Linked DNA regions of Sus scrofa: region 1 is linked to region 2. The links are chromatin contacts, called in public HiChIP or PLAC-seq maps. All regions are on one chromosome and are shown on one strand. The core of a region is the stretch at or near the end of the contact, and the rest is flanking DNA. Distances in the headings are between cores, read along the strand shown. Region 1 overlaps SND1 (staphylococcal nuclease domain-containing protein 1). Region 2 holds the start of LRRC4 (leucine-rich repeat-containing protein 4).

Evidence for each region. HiChIP or PLAC-seq counts read pairs in DNA pulled down with a chosen protein or histone mark.
Region 1: a contact with region 2 is called in an H3K27ac HiChIP or PLAC-seq map of skeletal muscle. The contact joins the enhancer-like site here to the promoter of LRRC4 in region 2. A contact is called at or near these places in 7 of 47 Hi-C or Micro-C datasets (alveolar macrophages, brain, embryonic fibroblasts and 2 more) and 1 of 2 datasets of contacts at active chromatin or transcription factors (skeletal muscle).

What each region holds. Positions count from the first base shown.
Region 1 is chr18:20,597,939-20,602,240 of Sscrofa11.1, forward strand. All of the region lies in intron 9 of SND1 (staphylococcal nuclease domain-containing protein 1), which reads right to left. Among named protein-coding and RNA genes, the nearest start is that of SND1, 54 kb to the right of the region's middle. Within about 2 kb of position 1,848, at least 38 of the 83 cell types and tissues checked have an H3K27ac peak or open chromatin away from gene starts, as enhancers often do. A contact at or near this core is called in brain and skeletal muscle, where this site is marked.
Region 2 is chr18:20,316,768-20,321,527 of Sscrofa11.1, forward strand. LRRC4 (leucine-rich repeat-containing protein 4) reads left to right here and starts at 2,550. Exons shown (of 2, transcript XM_021078634.1): 1 at 2,550-3,290; 2 at 3,484-4,760. The coding sequence starts at 3,584. The region is part of intron 16 of SND1 (staphylococcal nuclease domain-containing protein 1); the gene reads right to left.

The DNA.
Region 1 (4,302 bases), core at 598-3,097, 280 kb after region 2:
ACAAGTCAGGAGAATGGCAGAGTGCTGTCAGGGGCAAGGGACATCCATCCCTCGCTCTGGCCTCCTGCCACACTCCCCCTCTGCAGAGCCTTGAGCGGTGCAGCCACTGGACGCGAAGCTGCTGCCACTCAGCTTCTTAAAACCCCACGGTAGGTATGAAACCAGCAAAAAGAGCCTGCAATGGCCTCCTGACCTAGAGCCCCAGGTACAATTACCAGTTCTTGCAAAGCTGCCCAAGCTCTCAGTACCAGAGAGAGCAAAAAGGACACCAGCCCAGACGGGCCTCTAGGGACCACCTGCAAGCGTCCTTGCTGGGGCCACTGGACATGGGACAGCAAACAGCCTTCCTACTCTCTGGACCCAGGACTTCTCAGGACCTCTCCTGCTCCCCAAGGCTATAGGCCAGGTCTATTCTCCCGAGCTAATCCTGGGAACACTAGAGAAGGGACACCAAAGCGGGGCGGGGGGGGGGGAGACAAGCAGTACCCCACCCTGTTACGTGTCGGCCTGAGCTCACTGCATAGATCCCTTCCCCAACCCTCTAGAAAAGGGCAGCTGCCACCCTGTGTCCTCCCACAATATGAAGCGCAATTTCCTGCTGCGAATACCTCTGGGCACCTAAGTACCAGCAAAGCAACCTGGACACTGTAATAGGTACTTAAGAGGAAACCAAGCATCAAATTCTCAAAGAGGGGCAGCCCACAGAATAGCCGACCCGGTCCCTCACCACTGTCAAGGTCATCAAAAACAAAGAAAGCCTGAGAAACCACCAAATCCAAGAGGCGCCTAACAAGATATGACAACTAAATTTAGCATGCTATTGAGGATGAGAATTCTGAACAGAAAAGGGCCATTAGACAAAAACTAAGGAAATCTGACTAAAGTATAGACTTTAGTTGACAATAACATATCAATACTGGTATACTTCTTATAATCAATGTGCCACAATCATGTCAGATAATAACGGGAAGCTGGGGGGGGGGGAATAATGTGGGGATGCTGGTCTACCCATTTTTCTGTAAACCTACTGTTTCAAAAAATCAAGTCCATTTCAAAAGCTAGGTAAATGTTTTTTACAAAGCTGTTCTAATTCAACCATTTTCTTATCAGCAATTGAGCTTGCTAACTTAAGCTACAAAACCAAGTCCTGACCTCTGTTTGGTGTAGGAGGGGTCACCTCCCCAGACAGACCACCCCAGAACTTCCTTTTCATCCGAAAGCCGAAGGACAAAAGGTCAAGGAAGTAGCTGGTGGTTTTTGTTCTCTCCATATTACCAAATGGGAATCTAAAAGTCTAGCCAAAAATATTAAGCAGTATCCTTGCTTAAAATCCATCTTGGAGAGACATGACAATGAACTCCATTCAAAGCTCTGACATTTTTGCATGGCGAAAAATAATCAGGGCCAAACCAAACCAAGTTAAGTACTAGGATCCGCTGTATCCACGGGTAGTTTATAACCTGAGCTCCAAAACAGAACCTGAACAACAAATACCACAGAGATAACTACTTAGGGTAATCTCCCAGACAAGCCCTAGAGGGTAAGCTCCTTGAGAACAGGAACCATTTGTCATTCTTCTTGCAACGGGGCTCTGAGGGTTTAAGCAATCAATCCATACAGAGAACGGAGGGAGAGGCCTCCAACCAGGCAGGGCAGTGAGAAGACTCCACCCCTACTCCCCACCCCCAAGTGTCACTGGGTCTCTGAAGTCTGCAAGGCCCAAGCATCCAGCAGCAGGGACGGGGAGCCAAGCCACGTGCTCCGGGGACCATATGGCTACAAACAGCACAGATCAGCTAAAACGCCACAGGAAACGCAGGCAGGAAACTGGCAAGCCGCGACAGGCACAAAAGTCTCAAGCAGGCTCAGCTAATCGCTGTGAAGTGAACATGCTCTCTGCTAACCCGGAGAGACAAGGAGAGCCCTCCCTGGCATTTCCCTCCCTAGGAAGGGAAGCTGCTGAAGCAGAGAAAGGCAATCAGTCTTTCGGTGCCCCACATATCAAGAGAACACTTTGCTGAGTTTCAAATTTCTCGGAAGTGAGACTCTTGGCCAACACCCCAATCTACAGCATGCCATCGGTCCCAGAAGTCACCTAGGGGGTCCAGGAGGCCTCTGCTTAAAGAGTTCATAGGTCATCATTTGCAGGCTTTTCGGGCTATGACTAATTAATTAATGTACAATTAATTCCTAGGAGACAGAGTGACCGCTGAAAAGAGAGAGCCACTATTTGTTCAGGCCTTACAGTCACACCAGCCTCAGAGCAGAATCCTTCAGAGAAAAGTGAACTGTCAGACCATGTCCAGGAAGGCCCAGGGCACTAACCTTTTTAGGTTTCCATGAAAAAGTAGTTTGGCATTAACAAAAGTTTTAAATCAGGCAACCTGACTACCAAACTGCAGCTGGGTTCTAGCTTGTGAAAAGAAAAACAGGCCATTTTTCCTTTTACATTTTTTCCTTAATGCTGACATCCGGTGTTCTGTAACAGGGTTTGAAAACTGTGGCCAAGGGCCCACCGCCTACTCTTATAAATAAAGTTTTACTGGAACGCAGCCACGCCAGAGCTGTTTTCTTGCTCCAGTAGCAGAACTGAGTAGTCACAAAGAGTCTACAGGGCCCAGAAAGCCCCAAATATTTACTACATTGCCCTTTAAGAAAAAGCTGGTCAAGGGCTGCTCTACGACATGTTAGAAAATGAACTTAACATTCCTGAGGAGCAAATGTGCTCCAGAATATTCCTAAGGAAAAGAGTGCCATTTACAGGGAGATTATTCCATCTTCTAAATGATGGACAAATGATCAAACGACATGATTAATGACCTATCGGGGTTTAGTTAAGAAAATTATGATGCAGGCTTACAAGAGAACATTATGAACATAAAGCAAGTTCAAATATGTACTTTGTTACCCTACCTCTACACAAAAACAAAGGGCTTGGGGAGATGGTTTTGGATTTGTTTTGGCCGTGGGTGGGGGGTTGGGGGGGAGTTGCCAAGAGCCCAAAAGGACAAAGATAACGGGAGAGGAGAATATAGCAACAAAACTTTGCAGGCTGGAAAGCAGAAGGATGAGTGGTAACTGACTCCACAGACCCACAAAAGCTAAATCTGAGCTAGTGGTGAGAAAACAAAACAGCCGGTCTGACTTACAGGCAGGCTGGCCCCACCCACCAAGACTAAGAAACTATCAAATCAGGACTCTCGAGAGGGGATAAGAGGGGGTGAAAATAAGGCCCCAAAATAGGACTGGTATAAAAATCATGGAAGAAGTCCCTGGATTTCAGGATGTACACCCTAAATCCCATACCGAGGACTTCACTGCTTCTAAACCAGTGTGGACCAGACCTTATTCTTTGAGAGAGACAACCAAGGCATCAGCAGCTATCTGAGGAAAGCCTCTAATATGGAAAATCAGGGCTCAAAATGAGCAAAGAGAATTAAAAACAACCTAGAGAACACCAACTATACAGGGAGAAGAAAATCTTCAAAAAATTATTCATTTCTCAAAAAAACTAAAAGATGATATTTATGTCTGAAGTACGACATGTTTTTTTTTTTAATAATAACAAGAGAAACATTCAGAGGAAAAAAAAAAAGCTCGTAGAAATTAAAAGGTAATATCATAAAGTATCCAATAGAGGGGCTCAGAGGTAAATATAAAGATAACTAGAAAGAAGAAAAGACAAAAAGATGGAAAATAGGAAGAAAAAATTAGAAGACCAGTCCATGAAGTCAAACATCCAAATAGGAGTTCTAGGAAAAACAGAAAGCAGAGAAACTAGATGGAAATCAACAACACAACAGTTGAAATCCCCACACATAAAGGACTAAAAATTAAACCACAACATGCTCACACATGGATAAGCAAAGCTCATCACTGTGAAATTTCAGAATAAAGAAGGATTTGCTTGGGTTGTGATGATCATTGTGCAACTATAAATGTAATAAAATTCATTGAGCTAAAAAAAGAAGGATTTGCTAAGAGCTTACAGAAAGAAAGAAAACAACATAAGAATGAGAAATCAGAATGGTTTCAGACTGCTAAAAAAACAAGAAAACCAAAGAAATCTCTAATAGGCAAATGACAGTAGAGCAATGCCTTCATAATTCTAAAGAAAAATGAGTTTAAACACAAAATTGTATACCTACCTAACAAGCATAATTATAGAACAGACGTGAAAGGTCTCACAAGTATTTACCTACCAAGCACTCTTTTCCCATGAAGCTACAGAAAATGTACCACCAAAATAAAGTCGAAAATCATAAAGAAGCCATAAGATCTAGCAGATATAGTATCAACCCA
Region 2 (4,760 bases), core at 1,300-3,799:
TAGTTAGATTACTTTCCACGGAGCCACGACAGGAATGCCCCACTGAAGTGTTTTAAGTAGCCTGTCCCCTCACCTTGCCTTGGCATTTACTCCACGCAGAGTGAACACATTGGACGATTTTGTTGCAGTGATGAAAACACAGGGCTCGGGGTGAGAAGACTGCGTTGAGATGCTGGCTCTGTGGCCTTCCGGTTATGTGACCTTGAGCATGTTATCTGCCTGCCTGAGCTCACTACCTCCATCCATAAAATGGAAACAACTGTGGCAACTGTGTCACCGGGTAAAGAAAGATTAAACAAGAACAGAACTATTTATCTTTCCAATCATCTCTAGGATAGTGGAAAGCATATAGCAGACAAACCTGAGTTCTCACGGGCAGAAAATTCTGGAGCATCACTTCCATGCCCAAGACATCTGAGCTCTTGCCAGGGTTCAAGGCCTGGCTCCACCACTTCCTATGTGATCACAGGTTAACATATCAGCTATTCATGTTCTTATCTGACTGCAAATGCATAATAAAAAAGTTGGTATGTACAGCTGAAATGGACAGAACAATGTAAATCAACTGTAATAAAAAGATGTTTTTAAAAAGTTGGTAAACGATGGGGAATCCAACTTGCCTACAACAGAACTGTTTCCATGCTATTCAGAAACAGAGACTTCAAACATTCTCTGGCATATTTAAGGAGCTTTCGGGTTACTAGGCAGCAGACGGTACTGAGATAAGGGTGTGGCAGAATCCAGAGAGCTGAGACTTTCTCTTGTTAATAAGCGCGAGCCCACGTCCAGGTGATGGGCGGGCAAGCCTGCCAAGGCAGAGCGGGGCGGGGCACAAGGAGTCTGGAGGTAGCCCTTGAAAAGAAGCAATACTGAACCAAAGCCATTTTCCTACCAGCGGGCTTCCCAGGGCTTAGCCGCCGATGGCCCCACCCCCACTAGGCAGAGAAAGGGGCAGTCACTTTCCCGGGAGGGAAAAAGGAGACCCAGTCCTTTTCTCTCTTTTACCCTGGTCTGTCACATGCCGCCGGGTCTCCTCTCACCAGACGAAGGGGCAGGTTGCTACGCAGTTCCTCCCAGGGAGTCCCGGCAACTAAGAAGAGCCAGTGAAGCTCGGGGCGGCGCGGGGGGGGGGGGAGCAGCAGGTTTAGGACCCGTCCCCCCTCCAATCTCTGGGAGCCGGGCTGGGAAGAGTGAGACGCCGCAGCTCCAGCTGCATGAATGAACCGGTTGTGCCGTGGCTGCTGGGAGTTCACCTCGATCCTTCCTGCTGGTTGTTGTGATGTCCCAGGTTGTCATTCCCCCAGCTCCCCGCACTTGGTCTTTCCTTCCACTGTTTGCCTCCCCCGCAACCCTCATTAAGAAAACTATCATTTTAAGCCCTAGTTAAAGCGGAGGAGAGGTGAGGAAATCTGTGAGGGAGGGGGCAGGACGAACAGGCATCTGTGCAGTAGCGCCCCGGCCGCCCCCGCGTCCCTCCGCGCAGCTCTGAACTCCGAGCGTGCAGCCCGGGCCTCGCTGCCGGGGCGCCCCGTCAGCAGTCGGCGGGGGTGAGGATGACGCGGTCCGGGCGGGAAGCCCGCCAACTGCAGCAGCCCCGCCGCGGGACGCCGCGCCTCCGGCTCCCCGGCCCGTGAGCCCACCGCGCCCAGAGACTGAGGGTGCCCGGCGCCGGGTGCGGGGCGGGGGCGGGGGCCGGGGCCGGCGCGGTCCCTCCGCAGCAGCCCTGTGCAGCTCCAGCCTATCAGCGGCCACCCGGCGGCTCCCTCCGATCGGACCAAAATAGCTGCGAACGCCTGCGACTTGCGCGCGGCCCCTCACTTGACGCTCGCTCCGGCTCTCTCGGCCGGCCAGCTCCCCGCGTCTAGAGGGGGCGGGGAGGAAGCGGCCGGGGAGGGGGTGGGGGTGGGGGAGAGAGGAAGGAGGGAGGAAGGAAGGGAGGAAGGAAGGAAGGAAGGAGGGAGGAAGTGGGACGGAGGCGCGGAGCTCGGGGCTGCGCGGCGCTGGAAAGCGCCGGCGTTAACCCCTCGAGGGCAGGCAGCGGAGGGGGAGCGGTGTTAATACATAAGAGCACTGCATCACGCTAATCTTCTCCCCAGAACAGTATGCGTCAGCAGTACATTCACGTTCTGACTGAAGGACAAAAGGATGAGAGAGCAGTCTGCGTGGCTGCTGCCTGCAACACCGCGAGCCCGGCGCGAGGAGGAGACGGTGGGCGCCGCGCGCAGGGGCCCCGCTGCTGCTGCCGCCGCCGCCGCCACTAGCGAGCGGGGACCATGTTCCCGGGCTCCGAAGCGTTTCCCGCAGCCGCGACCCCCGCTGCTCACGCCGCCGCCAGCGCTGGGGACGCTGCAGCAGTCCGCGGGCAGCGCAGCCGCTGAAGGCGCCGGGGGCCGGAGCCCCGAACTCGCTCCCTCCGCACAAAGCCAGAGCCCGCGGCGCGCCGGGGGCCCGGCTGCGGAGGGCAATTCCGCGCCGCCGGGGGCCGTGCCCGCCCCCGGACTCCCCGAAGGGGCCTGCGGTGCGGGGCGACCCGGGCGCCGCGCGCTCCTCCGGCCGGCCGACCAGGTCCCGGCGCTGCCTCCACGCCGCTGCCCCTCGGGGGGCTGGACGGATTACTACTCCGCGCACCAGCAGCCGGCGGACTGGCCAACGAAGCCCGGCTTCGGTCTTTTTAACCCTTGAGAGGCGAGGCGAGGCGAGGCGAGAAGGGGGTGTGTGTCTGGGGAGGGCGAAGGAGCGGCGAACACCTCCTCTTAACTCTCGCAGCACCGCGAGCCAACGACTGCATCAGCTGCCTCGGGCCGGGAGCGGCCGACACAAGCAGAGGGGGCAGCGCGGCGGCAGCACCGGCAGCGAACGCGGCCTGGGAGGCTGCGGGGCGCCCCCTCATTCCCCGCCGGGGTGGCAGCCCCGGAGCGGGCGGGGGGCGCTGGAGGCACACTCTGGCGATGAAGCGGCTTCCCCCTCGGCTGGTGCGAGCCGGGGCCAGGGTCCAAGGACAAAGCCGGGAAGCGCTGGGGCTGAGGGGGGGGCATGCACCTGCATAGCCCGCCGGGCCTTGGCTCTCCCGGCGCGCCTCAACTCCGCCGCTCCGCTCGCCGGCTCCGGATTTACTAGAAGCCATTTTGTCTCCCCCACCCGTCCCCTCCCCTCCCCTCTGCCCTCCCCGCCCCCTCTGCTTCCCCCTTTTGTTAATTAAAACTAAGAAGTGAGAATGGGAACGCTGTGGCCGGCTCTGGCGGAGAACGCTTAAGGACACCACGCCAATTCTTCCCTTCCTTCCTTCCGAGGTAGGTGACAGCGAGTGATTGGGTGGGGATGGTCGCAACGGGGGGCGGGGGGGGGGAAAGAAAGTCTCAGCTTTCCGAGGGCTGGTCTTGAGGTGGGGGGGCTGGTAGACGAGGGGCCACTCTTAGTTTGGCAGGATTGTTCCCGGCCGATCTGCTCCGTCTCTAATCGCCCCCTCCCCACCTCCTTCTCCAGATGGAAAGAGGAGCTCCTAGCTCACTTAAGCCGGGGTAGGGCTGGTTCTCCTTTCCGAGCCAAAATCCCAGGCGATGGTGAATTATGAACGTGCCACACCATGAAGCTCTTGTGGCAGGTAACTGTGCACCACACCTGGAATGCCGTCCTGCTCCCCGTCGTCTACCTCGCGGCGCAAGTGTGGATCCTGTGCGCAGCCATCGCTGCTGCCGCCTCCGCCGGGCCCCAGAACTGCCCGTCGGTCTGCTCGTGCAGTAACCAGTTCAGCAAGGTGGTGTGCACCCGCCGGGGCCTCTCCGAGGTCCCGCAGGGTATTCCTTCCAACACCCGGTACCTCAACCTCATGGAAAACAACATCCAGATGATCCAGGCCGACACCTTCCGCCACCTCCACCACCTGGAGGTCCTGCAGCTGGGCAGGAACTCCATCCGGCAGATCGAGGTGGGGGCCTTCAACGGCCTGGCCAGCCTCAACACCCTGGAGCTGTTTGACAACTGGCTGACAGTCATCCCCAGCGGGGCCTTCGAATACCTGTCCAAGCTGCGGGAGCTCTGGCTTCGCAACAACCCCATAGAAAGCATCCCCTCTTACGCCTTCAACCGCGTGCCCTCCCTCATGCGCCTGGACTTGGGGGAGCTCAAGAAGCTGGAGTACATCTCTGAGGGGGCTTTTGAGGGACTGTTCAACCTCAAGTACCTGAACCTGGGCATGTGCAACATTAAAGACATGCCCAATCTCACCCCCCTGGTGGGGCTGGAGGAGCTGGAGATGTCAGGGAACCACTTCCCTGAGATCAGGCCTGGCTCCTTCCATGGCCTAAGCTCCCTCAAGAAGCTCTGGGTCATGAACTCACAGGTCAGCTTGATTGAGCGGAACGCTTTTGATGGGCTGGCCTCGCTGGTGGAACTCAACCTGGCCCACAATAACCTCTCTTCTCTGCCCCATGACCTCTTCACCCCCCTGAGGTACCTGGTGGAGTTGCACCTGCACCACAATCCTTGGAACTGTGATTGTGACATCCTGTGGCTAGCCTGGTGGCTCCGGGAGTACATACCCACCAATTCCACCTGCTGTGGCCGCTGTCACGCTCCCTTGCACATGCGAGGCCGCTACCTGGTAGAGGTGGACCAGGCCTCCTTCCAGTGCTCCGCCCCCTTCATCATGGATGCTCCCCGGGACCTCAACATCTCCGAGGGGCGGATGGCGGAACTTAAGTGTCGGACTCCCCCCATGTCCTCCGTGAAGTGGCTGCTGCCCAATGGGACAGTGCTCAGCC